Linked DNA regions of Rattus norvegicus: region 2 is linked to region 1. The links are chromatin contacts, called in public Hi-C maps. All regions are on one chromosome and are shown on one strand. Each heading gives the region's core, a stretch centred on a gene start, on an enhancer-like site or on the middle of the called end of the contact. The rest is flanking DNA. Distances are from core to core; before and after follow the strand shown.

What was found. Hi-C and Micro-C count contacts between places; a contact is called where the count stands out from the background.
Region 2: a contact with region 1 is called in a Hi-C map of Schwann cells, with 5 times the contacts expected there. The contact joins the promoter of Cops8 here to the promoter of Ackr3 in region 1. A contact is called at or near these places in 8 of 12 Hi-C or Micro-C datasets (the A7r5 cell line, the Rat2 cell line, Schwann cells and 4 more) and 1 of 1 datasets of contacts at active chromatin or transcription factors (oligodendrocytes).

The regions. Positions count from the first base shown.
Region 1 is chr9:98,245,952-98,250,244 of GRCr8, reverse strand. Ackr3 (atypical chemokine receptor 3) reads right to left here and starts at 2,891. Exons shown (of 2, transcript NM_053352.2): 1 at 2,830-2,891.
Region 2 is chr9:98,652,102-98,656,408 of GRCr8, reverse strand. Cops8 (COP9 signalosome subunit 8) reads right to left here and starts at 1,378. Exons shown (of 8, transcript NM_001013227.2): 1 at 1,251-1,378; 2 at 310-380. The coding sequence starts at 1,328.

The DNA.
Region 1 (4,293 bases), core at 1,642-4,141:
CTGGGCAAGACAATAGGAGGTCCGGGGTTCCCAAGCCATGCTACGAAAGCTTAGGTTCCTCTTATACACCAGCCTTCAGGCTAGCAGAGACAACAGAAACACTAGAAGATGCCAGCTATTTAGCGGGCACAGCCTTCAACTGCAGCTTTCCCATGCTGCTCAGGGCTCCACCCCTAGCAGCTCAAGGCCACCTGAGATGGTCTCCATATCTCCCAGCTGGGGGCTGGAGAACAAAACACTGTCCACTCCCAACCTATTGGTTCTTTGCAAAATCATCACTGTAAAATTCCACAGTCCCTGGGATGTGTTTATAAGAAACTTTTTTTTTTAAAGCGAAGCTTGGGGGAGCACAGGCTAATCATCTCCCTTTATAAACAAGACTAAGCCAGTATATTTTTAACAAGAAAGGCATTGGCTACCTAATCCCCGCAGAAAATGTCCTTGCCTGACACCTGGGCCCATCTGCTTTTTCCTAGGCTGTTTGCTTCCACTGTAACAGGAGATAGGTGTCCCAATACCTGGGGAGTTTGAAAACAGTCATTACTACACCTGTTTATCAATTTTATCTAAGCACATAGATTTCAATTATCAGACTCTTTGTTTGTTTATCGTTTATTCATTCTGAGACATGGTACGAAGGCAACATAACCCAAGCTGGCCTCGAACTCACAGCAATCTTCCTGCCTCAGCCTCTGGAGTTCCGGAATCACAGGCATGCACCCAACCTAACAGGCAACAAGAAACATTTTAATACCTCTGGTTGCTTAACTGAAAAGTACAAATGCCTTCGGGGCCCAAATTCCATTCTGTTTGCTACAAAATCTCAGAAAAAGAAAAGTTCTGAAGTTTCTGAGGCTCTCTCCTCCTCCCTCAGTGACTCTAAAAGTTTATGAAGGAGTGGCCCTTCGGTCTCAGCTCTGAGTAACTTCAACCAACTTCCCTGTGTAGATTTGAAAATTAAAGAACTCCACCTCAAAGCCTCACACAAAAAGCCACTGTTCTGACTAACCAGGGTGTTTCATGGTCTTTCTTTCTTCTTCTTTTTTTTTATCCCATCTAGAAAGCCTACCCTTGGCTGGCTCTGGGTCTGATTAGAAATCATAATACCTTCTTAGCTCCCTAAGGATTCGCTATTAATACTGGCTAAGCTCACGTCCCAAGCCCTGACTCAGTTGAGCACAGCATGCTGCCGTGTAACTTTCTGGAACTTAAAGTGTGTGTGTGTGTGTGTGTGTGTGTGTGTGTGTGTGTGTGTGTGTGTGTGTGTGTGTTTGCACTGTGCATGCCCCTTTAAAAACAAACCGGAGGCGCCCAACAAGCAGCTAGCAAGCAGCAGACTTCCCCAGCTTTTACACCTCGGCTCGCAGACAGCTCCTTCCAGCCCCTGCTGCCTCCTGGAGGCAGTGGCTGAGCTCAGCAGAGAGCAGCACACAGTGTTTACCTCTCAGACTGGGGAAAATTAGAGCAAAATGTTTCCAAACTGGAGCTTTTGCATAGCTCCGGGTAGAAACGGGAGTTTTCATTCCATCTGGGGCAAGCTCCTATTCAGATGGGAGAAAGACTGGGGCTTTATCCATTTAAAATCTGCAGCGAGCCAGGCACAAAACCCAGAACCACCCCCATTCCTCCTTTCTGGTCCTATCCATTTGAGCTCCACATTCTCCTGAACTAAATAAAGACCCACAAAGCCAGCATCTGCTCCTTCAAAGAAAAACAAAGTTTCCACACTGGTACAATGCAGACTGGGGTCTTGGGGATCCCACTGACCCGAGACACCTTTAAAAGGATGTTTGCTCCCACTCCACTTCGAAACAATTAATTAATCTTGTTTGTGAGCAAATGAATGGAGAGACAGAGAGAGAGAGAGAGAGAGAGAGAGAGAGAGAGAGAGAGAGAGAGAAAGAGAGAAAGGGGAAGAGACAGCCAGTCTGCCTTTCACAGTGCTTCATTCTCCTAGCAGTTAGCAGCCAGGAGTCTTGGCTAACCACGGATCCCCTGACCTCAGGGCAGTCCTCGCTCCCAGCCACCCAGCGAACCTTTATGCACCCTAACAAAGTCAGCAACACTCACAGTTCACTTGGAGAGCAGGTTTAAATTATAAAATACTAGACTTTTTTTAGTACCTGCTTTTTTTTTTAACCCCAGCTGAAGTTGGACAATACTTTCTAGGAGAACAATAAATACTCAAAATTAGACTAGCAAAGATACCATGAAGAGATAAGACGAAGAGTAGCTAACATTCAATTTACAACTTCCAGAATTCAGGAGCTGTGAATTAATCCATCCCCACCCCCAGAGCACGGAGTTTAAACTCATCCTAGACATAGACGGCTCAGCCCAGTTGTCTGCACCACTGGAGGATACCACTGAACACATCGTATGCCTTTCTGGAAGTTACGTTTGTGTTTTTACAGCTAGTTCTACGCACTTCCAATCTGATAACCAGAAGTAGGGGCTGGCAAATATTGGTACCAAGTTCACCCCTAAGTCAGCCTTGGGCAAGCTCCGTGGGGCATTCCATGTTCTCTGCAAAGTTTCCCTGCCTCCTGGAACTTAAGTACTGGCAGAAACAAATCAGAGTCCAGTAGCAAACAAACGCACGGAGATTTCCCTCCACAAGTGACTGAACTCGAATCCCCCAAAGCAGAAGCAGTAGCTTGCAACGCAGCCTGCAATCAGCTTTGAGCTCTCCAAACCGGACCTGCAGGCTCTGAAGCCCCCAGCTCAGGGATCTAAGAGTTCTCAGAAGTCGGGTTCGGGTAAGAACAGGAGCCCTGCCCCTTGCCGTGGTTGCTCAGCAAAGCTGTCCCAGAAGCAAGGTTTTCTTACCTCGCGGCTGCCTGGGCTGTGATTTGCCTTCCTGGCTTTGAGTGCTGCAGGCTCCTTCAGTGCTGAGCAGTTTGTAGCAACTGAGTTCTCTCCGGGCTCCGGACTTGCCTTTTATATACACTGCAGGAAAGTGCCTCTAGGTGGCAGTTTTGCAACCCTCATCTCCTCCTCCTCCCCCCCCCCCCCCCCCACCACAGCGCCGGCACGCAGGCTTGTACACGCGTACACGCCCTCCCGTAACCCTCTCTAGGTTGTTGTTTCCTGCACAAGCACATTCCTGGGAGCCCTCAAACCCCTTCCTTTGCAAAGGCTAGATCCTATTGGGGGAAATGCCCTCAGACGAAAACCCAAAAGAAGTCCTAGTACTTTCCAAAATGATCAAATATTGATCCTGTCTCAGGTATAGCTTTAATAATCCCACGAGTACCAGGAGTTCCTTTGAATGCCTGTAGCTTCAGGGAAGACTTTGTTCCCAAGACAAATTACTCTGAACTTTTGAACTTCGCTGTTGATTTGTCAAGCTTACTCTTTCTTTGTCGATGCCTCCTGAACAGAACTCACATTTTGGACAGGGAACGATTAATCCACCCTGTACGGCCATCACCCAGAAAGTGCCTTTAGGTTGGATTCTGTAGGAACTCTTACACAAAGTCCTTGAGTCCCTAGTAAGACCGCGTTCTACAGGGCTGAGCAATGCCAGTCGCTGAAAAGGTCTTGACGCAGGTGAAGTAGCAGCCCTTTATCGTCATGGTGAGCTTAGCCGACTTTTCTCGCTATCGTCATCTTTATCAAAATCTACATTCTAATCAAGATGCTCATTGTTCAGATTCCCTGTAAAAAGTGTCCCTTGCAATGCCTCACTTAGTAAAATGACCCAATCTTTTACTTTTAAAACTGTCACTGCAACGCCTCCCCAAGTGGCCCCCACCCTCCAAGAGCTGGCGGTCACTCTGCTCTCTCCCGGACTTCTGAAGAGCAAGTTACAGCGCCCAGGGTTAAGGCACTGGCTAAACGCAAAATCTCCTTCCTGCCTGCGCTAACACTTGCTCAGTCTATTTTCTAAGTTTCCTGGGAGTGACTGTTGAACACGGGAACCGGAGGACTCGGGGGTCAGAGTCTCACGTAGGCTAGAGAGCTTCGGTCTAGAGAAAAACCTTAACAAAAGAAGTGGTTTGTTTAAACAGCCTTGCACTTTACTCCTGGCGGGGCAGATCCTGAGGAGCACACCTGCTTTCCGGGCTGTAGGAGGGGTGCGCGTCTGCAAGGAGCAGTGTGAGATCTGGGTGGGGGGTCATGAAGCCTCCTGGGGTGTCTGTGACCCTCACTGCAGGGGAGAGGTCCTGAGGCCCGTGGGCGGGGTCTGTGGCCCGGAGGTGTAGTCTGTGGTCTCAAGGGTGGATCTGGGTCTGGCTAGAGGCGGGCGGTCCTTCCAGCTACAAAGACTGGTCTGTGGCCCCAAGCGGA
Region 2 (4,307 bases), core at 129-2,628, 410 kb before region 1:
CAACTCAGAGAGCAGCCTGCCTCGGGCTCCCAAGTGTGGGGAATTAAAGACATGCACGACCACCACACAGTCTCTGAGTAAACATAAGTTAAAAAATAAACACCATTGTTTTTATGTTCCATTGGTTCGTGATGCTAGATTCTCAAAAAAACTTACCATGTTTTTTAGGGGTATATAAAACACACACAACAACAACAAAGAAAAATCTAGCTTAATTATTCATGTGACTGAACAAGAAACAGATACAACATATTATGGTAAAGGTAACCTATCTGTTACTGCATTATCAGTGCAAAAGGCACTACTTACATGTCGTTCTGCAGCAAATACAAAGCGAGAAGCTGACCATACACTGGCGGCGTGGCGATTCCTCCAGGAGCCTACATAAACAAAGGGGGGGGGGGTGGGCACCTTATTTCCCAAAAACGTTCAGAAAAAAGAAAATTAAAACTTAAAAAGTAAGTTTTCTAGTACTACAGATGCAGACAAATGCTGAGGGAAGTACCACAGATGAAAATCTGAGCTTAGATGTTGTGAGCTGTTATTGATCCCCAGTGAGCTATCAGTTTCTTTCCATATTCACAAATATGTAATGCCATCACCTGCTGAAATTCCTCAGCCCCTCAGCCGCCTCCAGCACCTAACTGTCCAGCTGGGAACAGGCCAGTCCACACCAGCACGGCAAGCCTCATAAAACCATCATTACATGCACAAGATTTCTGAACCACCCCGTTATTGAACTAATTAGTCTCAAATTTAAAAAAAAGTAAGAAATACTTCCAACAGGTTCTTAATGCACTATTTCTCTGCCCGTTATTTTAAAAGGTTAAGTAAGATTAAAACAGAAGACTACCAACGGGTAGTTATGGAGGTCTCTGCTCAATCTTTATTCGTTCAACATGGTCTGCGGTCTGCTAAATGCTCATCGACAAGCTGCTGCTGTCCCCTTCAGTCGGTGAGCCCCCTGCTCTCCCTTTTATTTTTTGTTTTGATTTTTCGTAGCCCAAGCAGGCATCGAATTTACCAGCAATCCTCCTGCCTCCGCCTCACGTGTGCCCACGGGATTCCTGTGACACTGCACCCAGCTTATTTAGTGAACTTTTTATCTTAACATTATAAATGGAAGTGTCTCCTGATTATAGCCAGAAACTGGGGCTTGATGAACCCGGACTGTGCTCCTAGCAGGCCGCGGCCTGGCCCGTTACCCTGGAAACGGGCGCCCACCCGACCGCCGCACTTTGCCGCACTACCTCAAGCTCCTGGTTCTCGCACTGATCCAACAGCTTTCTGAAACTGAAGGCGTTGTCCGCCATCACCGCCACTGGCATCTTCCCGGCCGCTCTCGCCGCCGCCACCCCGCCTGACCAAAGCACAAGCTGGCCCTCGGGGCGTCGCGCCCTCGATGACGTAAGAAGCTGGCTCTCCGTACGCATGCGCAAATGTGTCGTCATTTCCTAAGCGACGCCGTGGCTGAGAAGCAGGGCAGCGAGCGCTCTGCCCCGCCACCTCGGTGCTCTGGAGGACCTGCTCCAGACTTGGAGGAACCGGCTTTCTAAGACAGGCCACTGTCACTGGGAGGGGCTTGGCTGCGGCTTGGATTCTCCGCCCAAGGAAGGAAGTGATAGTGGGACTGCATCTTTCACAGCCACAGTCGCCGTGGGAGAAAAGTAAAACCATTGGACCTCCACGTGTTTTGAGAACGCTGAACTGTACTTCTAAGCTAAGGTGTTAAAGAGGAAACTCTAAACCCGAAACTCTTCTTGGCTTGTGCTATACACACATCCCTTTTCTAACAATGCACTTGGCAGCCTGAGGATCTCACCTACACCTACTATTCACACACACACACACACACACACACACACACACACACACACACACACACACACACACCTCCTTTTCCGAACAACTAACACACACACACACCTCCTTTTCCGAAAATTCACCTAGCAACTGTCAGAAAACCAGGACCCCTGTCCACAACCTGTGTGGAGCTTGCAGGCACATCCTCTCCAAGTAATGGGATAAGTTTCTCCTCTCTCTACTGACCTTCAAACAGATTCTATTCACTGATACTTCAGTTATGTACAGTATGAGGGCAGGAGGTCTGATCTAACCTGAATTGGTTTTAGGTGACTGCCCAGGAAGGTAAATCATGTCTTCTAAGTGAATTTGCTAGGAGAAACTCCTATTTACCGTCTTGATTGTGCATGCTTGGGAATGCATTTGATTAAAATCAAATACATTATGGGAAGAGATATATACAATGGAAAAAGGGAGGTAACATAGCTAAAATCTTGCAATCATAACAGAGTGCAATGCCTCTTAGCAATCAGACTCCTTCTTGAACTCCATAAAAGCCCCGAACAGTAATTGGGACTCTAGTATGCTAGCTCAAGTGGCCAACTGTCACTCATGACAACGTATTTCTTTCTAATCTGTAGTATGGCTTTGCTTTTGCATAAGGTTTCCTTGCTACTTTGCATATCTGGGTGCCTGAATTTCAGTTCCGGGCATGAGAGGTAAAAACACCTAGCCCATACCCTGACCATTCCTCAGACATGGGAAGCGGATACCAACCAATGGTACGGATACCAACAACTGCCCCTTTGCTGTCTTCTTGGGCAGAACTGGAGATTGGAACACAGGCTTTGTGCATAGTTTTAACACTGAGCTGTACCTCCAGGTCTCCTTTTACTTACTGAAGACAAAGTCTTACTAAGTTGCGCAGGCTGGCCTTGAAGTTTTGGAAAAGCTCCAAGCCTAACTCTCACTTCTCTCTTTCTACCTGCCTCAGTCTCAGTAGACCCCAGCACCATGTTACCACCTGTGTATGTCTCATGCACACACACACATACACACTAGAGGTGAGTGAAGTCTCTCTAGCTTGAGCCACTGGTGTGCCTGACCTTTCCTGGTCTCCTGATAAGCAAGTGCTCCTTGACTCTTCCCTGTCCGATGTCTTTTCTTTGAAGCCCAAACCATACCTTTTTGTTTTTCTGCTCAAATTCATGTGAACAAAAGTTCCCATAAAGAAGCTACCCCTTACTAATTGACAGACTGGTAAAGTTTCCCAGGTTGGGAAGAGGTTGCAAGGTTGCAGGTTCAGAGTACAATTGTGCTTTATCCTGGCCTATCTTCAGTTCCCTTGACAGCTAGTCCTATGCCTACTTGTGCCTAACCTAGTAGCCCTGTGACTATTGAGTGAAACCTTCCATGGGCTGCTCGCTCCTCAACTGTGAACACACTGCTTACTCAATTATGCTGTGACTCACTTCCCTTGTGTGATTTGGAGACCTGCGGATCCTGTGCCATTTTGTTCCCAGGAAGTTTTGTGCTTCAGGAATGGAGGGAACGTGAGGTCAAAATTAGCATATAAAATCAAGGAGCCTAGAAACCCCTTTCCCTCCAAGGTTGACACACAACCGAGTCTGGGCAAACAGAACGCATGTACTATATAAATGTTCCAGTCTGCAGTCGGGCATTCTGAGCTTTTGACCTTTCTCCAGCTCTGCTCCCACTTCATCTCGGAAGCCATCTTTGCCTTACTGAACTCTTTCTTCTTCTGTTCCTATCCACATGTCTGTCTAGATCCTTGTTTAGGGACATAAGAACCTAGAAATCTCTGTGGGTGCCCACCAGACCCCATATTTGCCTGTAACACTGGCACACTGAATGGTATATGGAAAGGCAGTGGACATTCTCATGACAGATTTTTCTCAACTGGTGTGTGCTCTGTTGCCTTAATGGACATCACTGTTAAAGCCCACATTTTAGATAAACATATTAAACAGTCGAAGTTAGTAACAGCCATCACTGATGATTTTAGTATAATGGAGATATCTGTTTAGAAATAATTATGTTTAACGTTCGGGTTACAATATAAAGATTAAGGGCTGGAGCGATGTCTCAGCAGTTAAAGGCACATGGTTCTCTTGCAAAGGACCTGAGTGTAGTTCCTACCACCCACTTCAGGAAGCTCACGAAGCAACTGCCTCTAACTCCAGCTCTGGAATCCAACACCTACGAACTCCAAGCATGCATGTGTGTGCGCGTACACACACATACAAATAATAATAATAGTTGCTATTATTATTATTATTTCAATATAGAATAGAAATATTTTAGAATCAGTAAAAATATTTCCCAATTCCATAAGGAATTGCCACTAAGTTATTATTCTAATCTTTAAAAATCCCAGAGAGTTCATGTGTTGGTCTAGGTCCCACCTTGCTTGGCACTCTTGGGGGCTGCTGGAAGCTTTAGGAGGTGGGAAGTGGTGGTGAGATTTGGAGTCACTGAGGGCA